2 separate regions of the Sus scrofa genome follow, and region 1 is linked to region 2. Evidence: chromatin contacts called from public HiChIP or PLAC-seq data. All regions are on one chromosome and are shown on one strand. The core of a region is the stretch at or near the end of the contact, and the rest is flanking DNA. Distances in the headings are between cores, read along the strand shown.

The links. HiChIP or PLAC-seq counts read pairs in DNA pulled down with a chosen protein or histone mark.
Region 1: an H3K27ac HiChIP or PLAC-seq map of alveolar macrophages shows a contact between it and region 2. The contact joins two enhancer-like sites. A contact is called at or near these places in 1 of 47 Hi-C or Micro-C datasets (epiblast stem cells) and 2 of 2 datasets of contacts at active chromatin or transcription factors (alveolar macrophages and skeletal muscle).

What each region holds. Positions count from the first base shown.
Region 1 is chr2:91,789,123-91,791,822 of Sscrofa11.1, forward strand. The region is part of intron 12 of VCAN (versican); the gene reads left to right. Among named protein-coding and RNA genes, the nearest start is that of VCAN, 91 kb to the left of the region's middle. Within about 2 kb of position 1,374, at least 7 of the 83 cell types and tissues checked have an H3K27ac peak or open chromatin away from gene starts, as enhancers often do. A contact at or near this core is called in alveolar macrophages, where this site is marked.
Region 2 is chr2:91,142,955-91,145,654 of Sscrofa11.1, forward strand. No RefSeq gene overlaps it. Among named protein-coding and RNA genes, the nearest start is that of TMEM167A, 210 kb to the right of the region's middle. Within about 2 kb of position 1,292, at least 3 of the 83 cell types and tissues checked have an H3K27ac peak or open chromatin away from gene starts, as enhancers often do. A contact at or near this core is called in alveolar macrophages, where this site is marked.

The sequences.
Region 1 (2,700 bases), core at 124-2,623, 650 kb after region 2:
ATTAAAGCTGGCGAACTTAAACAAACATTTCTTATCTAGCCTCTCTACTATTAGCTGACTTTTAAGTTCCTTCTTTAACCTATTGTTAAATGAATGACCAGTCTGAAGTGTTCCCCCCATCTGTTTTCCAGTGTCTATGACCTTCCTGTCCCCTTGTTCTCAACTAGGGTTACTCCCTTTTTCATTCTGCAACATCTTCCTCTAGCCTTCAGTATAAAATTCTGTAATAATTAGTGGGGCATACCAAGCCCATCGGCCACTTCCCAAGGTGTGTCATCTCAAAATACTTGCAGTTCATGGAATAAGCCATGACGTTTTTCACTTCTCCCAGGGTTGCATCCATTAGCCCTTAGAATGTTTAGAATACTTAGAATGCTACGCTAATTTCTTACCCTCTTACCCTAATTTCATTTGATTTGTGTTTGAATACCTTGCTTAGTTGAGTCTTCTTCTTCCAGGAAGCCTTCCTAGCTGGATGTGACTGAAAGCTCCTACAGAGCCCTTTTGGTGACCTCTTCCCATTCTACCACTGACCCCTGTGGTGTTAATTTCCTGACCCTGAGCTTTCTGAGGCAGGAATTAACTTCCATCTCCATTTTTTCAGCACCTAGCAGAGTGGTTGACAAAAAGAGATATGTGAATGATAATCAATATCCATACATTGCTCAACCGACTCACTCTGTTACCTTTTGAATCTTGAAATGACCAAATAAGTCTTTTGGATGAATCTCTATATGACAGTTCTTGTTTATCTAAATTAATATTTTATTTATGGGATGATATGAGAAAAAGAATGTATAGACAACTGGGTCACTTTGCTGTACAGCAAAAATTGATATAACATTGTAAACTATACTTTAATTAAGAAAAGTAATTTAAAGTTGTATCAGTAGGAAAAACAATAAAACATAATAGGTGGCATTTCAAATAGGATGAAAAGAAAAAAAATGTTTCTCAGAAACTAAAATATGTAACTGAGCATAATGCATCTTACAAAAGTTATTAACCCAAAGGAAAACAGATGTTCCTACTGGAAATGATGATACATTTGTCCATGTGGTTGTCCCAAGAACATATACGCTTTGTGAAGAAGAAAGCAAACTTTTTGAAGGTTTGAGTTATATCAGGGCATATTTTTCATGCAATTTTAGGAAACTGACAGTTACTCAGATCTTTAGCTTTAAAAAAAACCTCATCATCCAAATGCAAAATCCAAAAGGAAACCTCACTCCTGAATGTTATCAGTTCGTTTCATTTTTTAATAGATTGCTTGACTCAGGGTGACTTGGTTGCCTAAGGTTAGACAGGGCTTCCTTCATTCATCCACTGTCTTGAGTCTGTTCTTTCAAGCACGGAGGAAGCCAGACATTAGGGAACACTATGCAATCATTTATGTTTCCCCATCTATATGCATCCTGTCAAAATCATTTTCACTATAGTCTATGGTCTTTTCAGCTACAGACTATAGGGTGTCCATGGACAGCACAGTTAGGAAGGTACTAGAAACTGTTAGGGATCTTAATCACACTACTTTTTCTAACACACCACCCTAACCAATGGTTTAGAGTAAATCTGTGGAGCTCAGAAATTTTAAAACTTGCTCCCTTCTCTCTCTGACCCCCAGGAATAAAATTCTCACAGGGGGAATTTTCCTGTGGCCTGTGTTGCTCCTTTCTGGCTTCTCTTAAGTGAGTTCCTGTAGCACTGTCAAAGCTCACCCCTCACCACTGGGACCGGATGCTTCAGTGGATCAGATGCAGTTACTTCAAAGGAAATGTCACCTTAGATTGCGTTGTCCAGAGGTTGAGGGTTGAATAGAACTGACAATCCAGTTCCCTTTTTAACATGTTGAAGAGCTTTAAAAACATTTGATTTGTAAGAAAAAAAAAAAATCCTAACTTTATCCTTATACATTTAAAAAAAATTTTTTTTCTACATCTTTCACATTTTCCTTCTGTCATCTCTGTTTGTGAGCACTCCATGTCACCCTGGGCAAGGCTGCTGGCTTGTCACCTTCCTGGAAAGTAGTCATAGCCTCTGACTCTCCTGCATCCTGTTTGGGGAAAACAGAGAGATATCCTTTCCTCCTTTCCTCTGCATTTGTCTAAATCCAGTCAGAAAGTTCTCAACAAGTTACTCATTCACAGATCCAGAAATGTTTTCTTTTCTAGCTCTAACTAACTTCTCTTGCCCCTTGATAATTACGATGAAGGTAGATTACAAAGGCTACAAAGGCTAGTTGATAGCCTTTTGTGCTTAAGTCCTACTTGAAAAAAATATTTCTGGGAGGTAACTGAGTTTTTTTTCATTTTGATAAACATGATCCAGCATTGGCAAACAGGTATACTTACCCACTTGCCCTCCTGGTCATGATGCAGAATTGATGCAGGAAAATTACCCACCTGCTAGTGGATTTGACTTTAAATCCTGACACCCCCCTCCCAGCCCTTTTCTTAAATAAACACATCAGCCTGTCAAGCAAAGTATTGTGAGAAAAAAAAAAAAACAGCTTTTAAAACCAATAGAAACAATAAAGAAATAGCCCTTAACCCAGGAAGAAACACTTAAAAGGAACAGAGAAAAGGAGTAACAAATCGCAGGTCATAAACCATTATTCTCTTTTCTGCAGGAATGTATCATTATTACCCTTTTATAAACACAAAGGTTCGCGTCCTCCTCCCTCTCCCAGATGTCCTGGAC
Region 2 (2,700 bases), core at 42-2,541:
TGAAGCTGATGGTGATAGAACAGAACGGAGGTAATTTTATTTTGTAAGCAGCTTTTTCATTAATTCATGGGAATTCATAAGTGGAAAGCTTCTAAGTAGAGGAGTTTCAGTCCTCCTTCCTGCTTCTCTTGAGCATGGCCTGAGTACCTAGCTCACGTAGCTTCCTAGGCAGCCACTTCTATTGGATCCATGTCACTTCAGAACTAAGGCATTATAAACCCAAAGCAGGTTTTCTTGCCCCTGTTGGTCCTGACCATACCTGGAGCCTTTATTCAGCAAACAAAGCTGTGGCACATTTTCTTCTCATTGTCTTAGCATTTGAGTCTACATAAAAGTTTGGGCCTTTCAATACTCAAAAAAATGCTCTCTACACTCATAACATCTGGCCCACAGCTTTTAATAACCCACAGGATGTCTTGACATAAGTAAGCAACAGCTAATTTCATATTATGCAAGGTTTTGGTGATACTAAAAAATGAGATAATGAACATGAAAGTGCTTTGTAAGCTTTAAAATCCTATACAGATGAACTAATGATCATGATTACTACTGTGATCACTGTAGTCTTAGCTAAAACAGAAACCTCTTTGAAAAGGCTTTTCACAATCCATCCTTTTGGTTTTTTAAGAAATACTGAGCTACATGCTTCCAGGGAAATTATTTCCTGGCATTAAAATAGAAAAAGGGTTTGAAAACCCATTTATGCTTCCAAGTGCTATACTATAAAGGAGAAATGAAAAAACAAACAAAACCATTTCCTATTGACCCAGATGCACCATTTATTTCAAAGGTAGGGGATGCACCATTCTTAGTAGTTTACATTATCAGGCATATAGTATAAGCTTTGAAGTACACTTTCATTCTCATGAAGAATGAGACTGGTTCTCCCTTTATACAAACTGTCTCCTCATTCTGCTTCACAGAAACTGTCTCCTTAGGTAGGAGCCCTCACTAGGCCAAATCAACCCAGCAATATCTCAGATCACGTCAGATGCATCACAAGAGAAGTTGCCTGACCAGTGTGATTTGAAGCCTATTAGAAAGGTCCCCTAGATCTAGAGGCTTTACCTTGAAGTCTAGCCCTGGGGAGTGAATAGATTAAATAATAATCCTAATCTTCTTGAGTACTTTCAACTAACAAGCAAAAGTCACGCTGAGCAAATGGGAGTACAAAGATGTGAATATGCTTTTTTAGCATACAAATGTTCCTAGAAGGCATTAGATTATATGCTAGCTAGGAAGAGAGCTAGCTGAAGAAAGGGCAGTCTCAGAGTATTAGAAGCAGATTCTCATTTCACAATTTTGCCCTTTGCTCTTCAAGAACATTCAGTTCTCTCCCACTATCTTGAGTAATATCACCATTTCCTAACAGTCCAGATAAAGGAAAATGTAGAACAAGAATCCCTGAAAACCCATAACATACTAAATGATGCCACAGGATTCTCAGTAAGTGATATCAATTTCAAATACAACACATACTCTCATGAGAGATCATACTCCCAGAAAGAATCTAGATCATTTATTTTTAGAGAGCCAAAGCACCTTTCAAGGCTTATTTTTGCAACATCAGTTTCTCCTCTAGTTGCCCTCTAGTTATGAAGAATTGGAGTGGAAAAGAATGAAATCTATCTGGCGTAAACAGCATCCAACTAAAGAACCTTGATATTATTTACAAGCATTTGACACTGACTTGAGGTTTTACTAATGATTGGACTAGAAATTGGCATTTGTGAAGAAGCTCTTAAAAGTGTGTGTAATTTAGCTTTGGTAGTTTGCATAAAGTAGAGGTTAGATTCTGCCAGCGACCTTTCGTGAACCTCTAGGAGTGGATAGTCTTTTAGTGAAAAGGTAAAAAAATAAAGACTCCTTTTTCCTACCAAGGTGGTAATTACCCTTAAGTTTATGTAGCTCTGATGTCCGTGGGAGATCTTTATAATTTACTCCTGGGTAGGCTCTCTCTGTGAAGCTTTTTTTTTCCCTTGAGAGAAAATATTTTTTAAAACTAACATCCTTGCAAATTGGATAACTGTGGCATACAGTGAGTGGTTTGTAGCCCATTGATAGAGACTGAAATGCCTTGAACTTTAGAAAACAGCATCTGAAAGAGAGATTCAAATCCCTTTAACTAGTAAGCATTCACTTTCTAAAAAGTTCCTATTTCCAAGGCATGAAAGCACTACATTTTGAAATCCATGTAAGCCCAAGCAAGGCAAAATGTATCTCTACTTCAATGGGTTCAGTGGTGGTCGGGTCTTTCAGAAAATGACTTTTGGGGAGGGCTGTCTGCAAATCCCCAAAAGAGCTGGTCCTTCAGTCAATATCACAGGGTTCCTCTGCCATCACAGTAATTATACATGTTGCCAATCCAATGAAGACTGTACAGGGAAAAGATGAGTATTCACTGTAGCCAGTTCACTTTAGAGTTAGTGGTAAGTTCTGTGAGAAAGCTTCATCCCGCAACTTTCCCATCCTCCTGGAAGCAGGGGTTGGGGGTGGGGAGCTTGGTGGTTAGCCAGAAACATGCAAACCTATCAATATAATTCATGCTGCTTAAGGTTTCAAAAAAACAGATATTTCCCAAGCCAGGGTAGATTAGCCTTTGGCATTGGAACTCTAGATTATTTATTCACTCAGGCACATCTATACAATGAGAAACAACTGCCTTGAAAGGCAGTGAGATGATGCATACAGTTCCCAGGG